3 separate regions of the Mus musculus genome follow, and all the other regions are linked to region 1. Evidence: chromatin contacts called from public capture Hi-C and promoter capture Hi-C data. All regions are on one chromosome and are shown on one strand. The core of a region is the stretch at or near the end of the contact, and the rest is flanking DNA. Distances in the headings are between cores, read along the strand shown.

The links. Promoter capture Hi-C pulls out the DNA fragments that hold promoters and counts their contacts. Capture Hi-C pulls out chosen DNA fragments and counts their contacts.
Region 2: a contact with region 1 is called in a promoter capture Hi-C map of embryonic stem cells, with 2.6 times the contacts expected there. The contact joins the promoter of Sox2ot here to the promoter of Ccdc39 in region 1. A contact is called at or near these places in 2 of 39 promoter capture datasets (embryonic stem cells and stem cell-derived epiblast-like cells) and 2 of 115 datasets of contacts at active chromatin or transcription factors (both in embryonic stem cells).
Region 3: a capture Hi-C map of embryonic stem cells shows a contact between it and region 1, with 3 times the contacts expected there. The contact joins the promoter of 4930419G24Rik here to the promoter of Ccdc39 in region 1. A contact is called at or near these places in 5 of 39 promoter capture datasets (the SN4741 cell line, cranial neural crest, embryonic stem cells and 1 more) and 1 of 9 other capture datasets (embryonic stem cells).

What each region holds. Positions count from the first base shown.
Region 1 is chr3:33,843,025-33,845,900 of GRCm38.p6, reverse strand. It overlaps Ccdc39 (coiled-coil domain containing 39), which reads left to right and starts at 1,591. Exons shown (of 20, transcript NM_026222.2): 1 at 1,591-1,796. The coding sequence starts at 1,707.
Region 2 is chr3:34,558,981-34,561,680 of GRCm38.p6, reverse strand. Sox2ot (SOX2 overlapping transcript (non-protein coding)) reads right to left here and starts at 1,300. Exons shown (of 5, transcript NR_015580.2): 1 at 1,112-1,300; 2 at 899-965.
Region 3 is chr3:33,023,447-33,026,146 of GRCm38.p6, reverse strand. 4930419G24Rik (RIKEN cDNA 4930419G24 gene) reads right to left here and starts at 1,370. Exons shown (of 8, transcript NR_040595.1): 1 at 1,245-1,370. It overlaps Pex5l (peroxisomal biogenesis factor 5-like), which reads left to right. Exons shown (of 16, transcript NM_001310460.1): 4 at 1,347-1,451.

The DNA.
Region 1 (2,876 bases), core at 342-2,841:
CAATGGCAAGAGCCAGCTGTTGGAGCTGTACTGCTGTGCTGGTTGGGTGCCTGGCCTGCCACAATTGGGCTTGGGTTGAACCTGGCAAAGATTCATAGCAATCAGAAAGAATTTAAGAAGTGAATTAACTTTTCAAATACCAGTGCATACTATTCTCCCTGGCTTAGTGTGTGGAACACACACAACTCAGCAACTGGCACTGGGAAGGCAGTTGGGATATTATGTTTGTCAGCTCACCTTTTGGATGGGCCGTAGGTAGGAGTGTTGTGCTGTGAGCATCTTGCTGTGGATGCCGTTCTGCTCTTATGTTAAAGCTGACTGACTTGATCAGAACTTCGATGGTGTAGAGTTGGAAACCCAGAGCCAAATTATCTTGAGCTATCTTTAGTCTCCTTAATAGCCAGCCGTTCATTGCCCATTTGACCAGGTAATGCTTGTTGGGCTGTACTAACTTAGCAAACCACTAGCTTTCACCAACCCCAAAGCTATGAATGTCACCAGATAGTATTTGAAACCTATGGATAGCACTGACTTCCCAACTATGCTGTTGTTGGGAAGAAGCAAAGGAAACTTACTCCAGGCAGTACCATTTCGTTTTCAGACTCCATTTAATCATAGGGATAAAGTAAATTCAAGGTCCCAGATCCCAGGGAAGCCAGGGGCTTCCCCATAGCTGAACATCTTCTGTTGTAAACGGTTGAGTCTAGACATCTCAGGCACAACTTCTCTGTCTTGCTGGCAGGGTTAAACAAGTTCATATGCTCCTGCCAGCGTCTTTGTCCCCTTATCACTCTTAGCTCTGGACCTAATGTCTTGGAGAATGAATTAAGGACCTTGAAGCCAGGTGCTCTGTACAGGCTCAGTCTCCCAACAGGTACTCCCATGTTTAACACATAATGTCAAAATACAATTGGATAACGCTGCAGTTCCCACCAGCTCCCCACTTTGAATTGTGTTACCATCCTATAACAATGCTGTATAATCTCCCACCCCGTACGTGGTTCAGATCCCAAACTGGCTGCCTCCCTGAGCACTCAGAAAATAAAGCCTTAATTTTTAAATTTCCATCTCTAAAGTGAGTTTTCTCAGCTTCCATCTCAAACCCAATACTAACAGTCTTTGGTGATGTTTTCATCAATGCATTGGAAAAATGCCTTGATTTATTGCTTCCTTTTCTTCTGCAATTACAAAAACGTAGTGAAGCAAGTTTCCATGCGAGAACATGCTATTTGGGGCAGCCTGGATCTGTGTTCCCAGATCATGGTCCCTTATATATGACTTAAGAACAAATCTGAAGCCACTTTTGGGTATTATACTATCCCTCAATCTGGTGGTCGTCCATCCTGCTATCCTGTAGTCCACCATCCTGGCACCCCAGGAGCCTATGCCTTCCATCCCCGAACTTTGTGGTCCTCTGGAGCACCCGAGCTTCCAGATTTGCACGTTTTGGAAGTCCTGGGAGTGTATCTATCCGTGCAAAGAGAGCTGTGCCTCACAGACACAGGCAAGCAAATTCTACCGGCTGCAAAAAGGACAAGGGAATTCTCAAAGGAAGTTCCGCCTTCCAGCCTGAGTGCTTCCTGTTTGGTAACTAAGGGCGCCTGGCTGTTGCTAGGGCCGCGGAATACAGACGGTTAGGCTTGGCTGCGAGCTCCAGGGAACGGTTTTGGGTGGCTTGTCTGTGATTCCTTTGAGCCTCGTACGCCATGTGCAGTGAGTTCTTGTCAGAGCTGCACTGGGAAGATGGGTTCGCCATCCCCGTGGCCAATCAGGAGAACAAGATCCTGGAGGATCAGGTGAGGAGGACCGGGTGGGATTTAGGGGAGAGACGACCAGAGGGGAACAGCTGAGGAATGGTAAAAGGGCTGGTTGAACGCCGCCAGGACTGCCAATGGATGACCAGGTAAAGACTAGGTAAGGAGTGTAAATAGAGGATGCTGGGCTAGGTGGGTATCCAGTGGGAATCCGGGGGAGGGCCAGGGAAGACCAAGTCCCACGTACAGGTGCCGCGCTGCTCATTTGCACCTCTTGTGGCCTGACTTCATCACTTAGATCTGATACTCCGGCCTCCCCACTTTCTCTCCTGCTCCTATCAGTTACTACACATTTGAAAGTTTTATCGAAGCAACAATTTCTATTCAGGGCCATAAAACCCGAGTCTCACTCTTCCAGCTGTTTCAGGTGCCAGCTAGCAGGCCTTTCCCATCCAATTAAGGATCACAAATGCATTTTTGGTGTTTCCTAGTAACCACCATTTACACATGTGCACACACAAGACACATTCTTGCCAGCATTTGTGTTTCTGTGATGTTTAAAATCGCTTGAGGTGCTTTCAAGGAAAACATTTTAGTGAAGTATGCAATATAGAGTTTCAGAGTGAGAATCGAGGTGTCACAAGATGGTGAAATATTTCACATTGTTAGGACAAACCTGCACCAACTAAAATACATGCAGTTTAAGTCGTTTTTTTGTTTGTTTGTTTTTTGTTTTTTTAATTGCAACCGGCTCCACAAAGTTAATGCATCTTTAGCAGTCACCCAAAGTCCCACGAAATGGTACTAGGGTGTGGGGAAGAGGGAACCAAGAATTGAAGATTTGTGCAAATTGACAAGGTAGAAGAGAATATTTTCTGCCCTCTGAAAGTGAGCATAAAAGACTTTTGGGTAAATCTTCTGAGAAGACTGGAACGTTTGGAATGCTCTGCTCTGCTCTGCTCTGCTCTGCTCTGCTCTGCTCTGCTCTGCTCTGCTCTGCTCTACTCTACTCTGCTCTGCTTTGCTCTGCTCTCCCCTCTGGTTAGGATTGGGCATTTCCCCTTAAGGACCATCAATATTAGGACAGATAAAAGATCACTGCTGGTGCCCGAGTCATAGCCG
Region 2 (2,700 bases), core at 51-2,550, 720 kb before region 1:
AGGAAAACACAGCAGCCCGGAGCTGCCTGAATCTTACAGAAAATCATAGCATGCAACTGGTCTTTGTAAAAGGAATGGAGAGCAGTAATTTTAGCTGTCACCTATTTATTTTGCTTTTGGTTAGTATGTATCCCCCTGACTCCAAAATTCAAGTGGGGCATCCAGCAGACATTAAATAGACTTTGAGCCCGTTTGTAGAAACTCAGAGAAACAATGTTGCTATTTCCTCTTACAGCTTAAAAAAAAAAATCAGCAAAGATTGAGGCGTGTTGAGCTCGTGAAGTGTGGTGCATCGGAGTTGAGCACTCCAAAGCACTTTATGTCAACTTCCTAACACCCTTACTTGCCTGCCATTCCCTGTGTAACCCTAGCAAGCTCATGACATTTGTCTATAAAAATCAGAGTTTAAAACTGTACAAGAATAATTTCCATGAAGTTAGAGTTAGTGCACTAAAAAAAAAAAAAAAAAAAAAAAAAAAAAAAAAAAAACCAAAAACCAAAAAAAAAAACACCAAACCAAACCAAGCCAACCCCTCACAAACAACGTCACAGTGCACTCTTTCAGATAGTTATGGTCCATACCACTGGGATTCACCCTGGGCTCTTTATATTCTCACTTACTTAATAAAGGAAAAGAGCAACTCTAGCCTTTGCACTGGGAGACATTAAAGCACAGGTGTCAGACCCAGGGTCAAAACAGGAACCAGGCAGGGCCTTTCGGGAGGCAAGGGAGAATTATGTGCTATCATGTGGAGGTCAATTGACTTGAAACTTAATCACAGGTTAAGCCCCCTTTCTTTCCATTCTAAAGGAGAAGCAGCACCTGTGCCAGCAGCCACTCACCCTGCACTTGACACAGCAGCCACGACAATTTTTTAGTTACAAGTCAATTACTTACTGGAATAGAAAGAGGCTTTCACTCATCCCATGGATGGCCACTGTTCTGGAGAAATCTGTCAGGTTTGCTAGAGGAGGAAGAAGAAGAAGCAAGAGGAGGAGGAGGAAGAGGAGAACAGAGACAGGTGGAAGTTAAAAAATCCATGGTTCTCCACAAAGTTTCCGAGCTAGGCCAGCCCACCCGGGCAGAGAAGCTGCGCGCGCAATCCCTTACCTTCTCGGTACTGCCCAGAGCTCTTGGGGGTGAGGCCTGTCCCAGCAGACAAGTCCTGGGACCTTCCCCATCAGAGGATCAAGGTTGGGTGCGAGGGTGTGGCCGTGCACCTGAGGACAGGAGCCAGCTAAGTGTGGACAGAGAGAGCCAGCAGGAGAGTGTCCCCTGCCACAGTCAGCCCTGAGCAGGGACTTGGAACACACTGGCTGTGGACTTTTGTTCAAAGCTGTCGTTTTTTTTTCTTTCCCTTTATTTCTTCTTTCTTTCCTTCTTTTTCTTTTTTTTCTTCTTCTTTATTTTTTTTTTTAGTGAAGCTAGATTAGTTCATACAAAACTCAACAATGCAGCACTGAAACCCATTGTTGATATTCAACATTTTTCACATAGCGGAACAGAATAGACAATACGGTATCTAAGAAACCATGGGCTGGATTGCACGCTGATGATGCTGTGTCCTTCTAGGGGCCTGTAATCCCTTTTTATTACCTACCACAGTAAAAACAAAACAAAACAAAGCAGCAAAGAAAAAACAAACAAAAAACAAAAAACAAAACAAAACTAAACCCAAAACAAGCAAGCAAGCAAACAAACAAAACCCCCAACAAGACGTGTTTGGGACTCTCTCAGAATAAATCTATGACATTGCTCTTCTTAGAAATAGGAGAAATTGACAGGGAATCCCAGCACTAAGTCCTGAGGCACCATTCCCACTCAAGCAAGTTACTGATTTTAAAAACTACCGTTATCCTAACTTGTATGTGAACACCCACGGGCTTTTAACAACAAGATTATTTGAAGATGTTTGTTTAAGCCCAATATTTAAAATTAACTTGATTTTTCCCATGCCTTAAGAAAAATACCTGGAAAGTGACTTGTTTCAAGGTCCCTAGGACCAGAGCTAAGATGGCACAGACCATTGTTATGAACTTGTGTTGCTATTATTAATGAGTTATTATTTATTTCGCTATTAAGAGAATAGTAATTTCCAGGGTTTGGGGAGGGGGTTGGTTACCTCTTACCTAGCTCAGTGAACAATTTTTTACCTTTAACATCATGTTTCAATTTTACTATTTCAGTTTGAAAATGTGTACTGGTAAAACCATTCTTAACCGGGTGGCGATGCCCATTAACCTTTCTGGTGATCTGGCCCAATCCCTTTAAAAAACGCAATCCAGTTCCCACGCTTTTCTCAAGCCTCCCAATGGCCTAGGTAGCCACAGAAGTGATTGTTCCAACTGGGTTCTTTTCATCACTTCTGCAATTGACCAATTGACAACTGATTGATGGTTATCTTTTCACTTCAACAATGAAGGAAATTACCATCACTATAGCTATGTACAGTAAATGCCTCCGGAGTAAATTACATGATTCTAAAATTCTCCTTAGCTCACTTGGTAAAAACATCAACACAAAAAACTTTCTTTTTTGTGCTGCTTTGCAGCATCCCAGATTTGGCCTTTCCTGTCAGCTGCAGAAAGAGAACTTGACAGCTTCTTTAAAAGGGGAGCATAAAGGAGCTGGGATAAAGGAAGCACTGGGCCTGTCTCAAGCCAGTGGCCGTTCTTTGCGTTTGGAAAAAAAAAAAAAAA
Region 3 (2,700 bases), core at 121-2,620, 820 kb after region 1:
CTTAAGCCAAAACAAAGCTACAGAACTATAAACAGATTCACACATCTTAAAGTCTGTTAACTATACAAAAAGGTTTCCTTTAATTCCATAAATATAAGGTGCAACTGGCTCCATTTTAGGAAGTTAGAACCTGTGTAAATGGATGGTTCACCCCTAAATGGGACTTGCTTTCTAGATGTCCTAGGAACACCTAAAATACTAACTTAAGCCTCTTTGTGTTACATCAGGTGAAGCTACCGAGTTTAATGAGTTCTAGGGTTAATCCCTTCCCAGACAACTCCGAGACAACACACACACATGCACACACACACACACACACACACACACACACACACACACACCACCCATCCTTGTCTCTCTCTACTTGTGAGACAGCTATATCTTAAGTAGATTGACAACACAAAATATGGAATGTGTTCTTAGTGTAAAGATGATTTTCTCCGGGGAGGTTGTGCCAAGAGACCAGAGAAACATCCACGTTTTTGCTTTGAAAATACTGAGATTACTGACTGGGAAAGCGATGCTTTGTTTTGTTCCCTGATGAGCGCCCCATATTTAGTCTCATAAACTTGAGACTCTGGTCAACTCAAAATACAGAAGGCTGACATCCCTGGTGACTCACAGTTCTCCTTATCGGAGACAATCTGACACCAGAGACAGCCCCAACAGGATCTGCCCCAACAGGAATGTTTAACTTGTCTGTTTATAAAATTCTTCAATTGGAAGACATTTCTAAAATTGTATTGATGTTTTTTAGTCTCAAAGACATTAAAACTAGGGGAAAAGTACTACCTCCCTCAGGTCAGCCCATCTCACAGAACCCTCTGCTATGAGAGGCCACTGTAGAACACTTACAAGATGGCACTTATACACACCCTATGCCAAATCCACTGAAACGTGAGATTTCAAAGACCACCCAGAAAAAAAAAAAAAAAAAAAAAATTCTCAACAAATCAGAGCCTGGCTCCAATCTCTGCCCTAAACCAAAATATCTAGGGACTGCCTAGTCAAAATTTACGAATGAATACAACAGGAAGTCATAGCATACTAAAACTGATACTACAAAAATATATTCCTATTATGTTAATTGCCTTCAAATATCTTATACATATAAAAATACTATGTTAAACAGGTTCGCTGTAGAGGGTGAAAAAGTAGCTAACTACAAGTTCACAAATAATCTTTCAGATTTTGTGTGTTTTCTCCTCAGCCAAAAGCCTCAAGATTCCCTGGCAGCAGCCTACCTCTTCACTCATGTCGGATTGCTCTTTAAACATTAGCCTATCTTGTCATAAATAACTTCAAGATGCCTCCTGACACATTCGTTGTTGGTTTCACTGTTGTAGGGAAAAGGCTCTAGGGCTGCAGATAAGGCTGTTGCCATGGTGATGAAGGAGATACCGAGGGAGGAGTCTGCAGAAGAAAAGCCCCTCCTTACTGTGACATCACAGGTGGGCAGACCCATAGGGTTCCTGTAGGAAGCTGACATATGTTAATGTATCAAAAAATGCGATCATCAGCTAAAAGAAAGAAAAACAGTAACTCACGCCAATCTTTTTAAGGCAGTTTCAATGAAACAACTGTGCAAATATAAATGAAAGCCAAAATTGAAAAAAAAATAGTTCTTGATCATGAATATTAATTTTCATTACTCAACATTAGTTTTAAAATTTAAGACAATATCTGTACACTCTACTTCTTTAAAAGGAGTCTTGTTAACTTTGAGAAATACCAATAACAAGCAAAAAAAATTGAATTCCTGAATAAATCCAGTCATATTATATACATATGTCAGTTTACCAGTAGATGGTCTAAATTTTCTTAATTGTTAACTATATTTCTGTTGTGACTTTGCATACTACACACTTGTCTATACATATTTATGTTGATAACTGTGTTACAGGGATGGGCCGGAAGTCCCCAAATCTCCATGCAGAAAATGGCTCTCTGCTCCTCTCCACACTTGGTGGCCTTGATGAGGAAACACCATCTCTATTTTGAGCATGAAAGGGCCATTTTCAGCCTTTATTGTAACACACATAGGAAGAAGTCTATTTGTCTTTGAAGGCATGCTGAAACTGATCCTGCACATGCCCAGGGACTCCTGAAACACCCTGTAAAAGTCTCCATAAATATCTATAGCACAACTCATTGCCACCCTGTGCAATTCTCAGTTTTAAATTCTGAGATGAAAAATATTTTTCTTGCATTTATCTTATAATTTAGATTAGGTTGTTATGTTAAACATTTCATTTCTTCCATAACGCATTTGTAAATGCCGTGATTCTATTCCGATTACACACATGCCTAGAATTAGAGAAATGGCCATTTACAGCCCTCATGAAGCACATTTCTGTCAGATGCTAAATTATGGCGGCTTATTTTCAGAATATCAGCAGATCTGGTCCCCAGCTGCTGCCAACATGTGTGGTTTTATTTTATTCTAAACGCCACATTGTAAGTAATGAAAATTATGTAACACCAAAATTGAATAAATTTTTAAGTTATTAAAGATTTCTAGGATTGGGGAATAAATGTTATGTTGCGAGGGTGGGTTTGTTGTTGTCTATAAAGCGAAGATGCCTCTTCTTCAGGGTAATCAATCCTCTACTGAGTTGACATAAGGAAGTATAAACCATTTTACAATGATCACCAGCCCATCAGAGTCAGGCCTTTGTGAATAACATTTGAAAATATCCA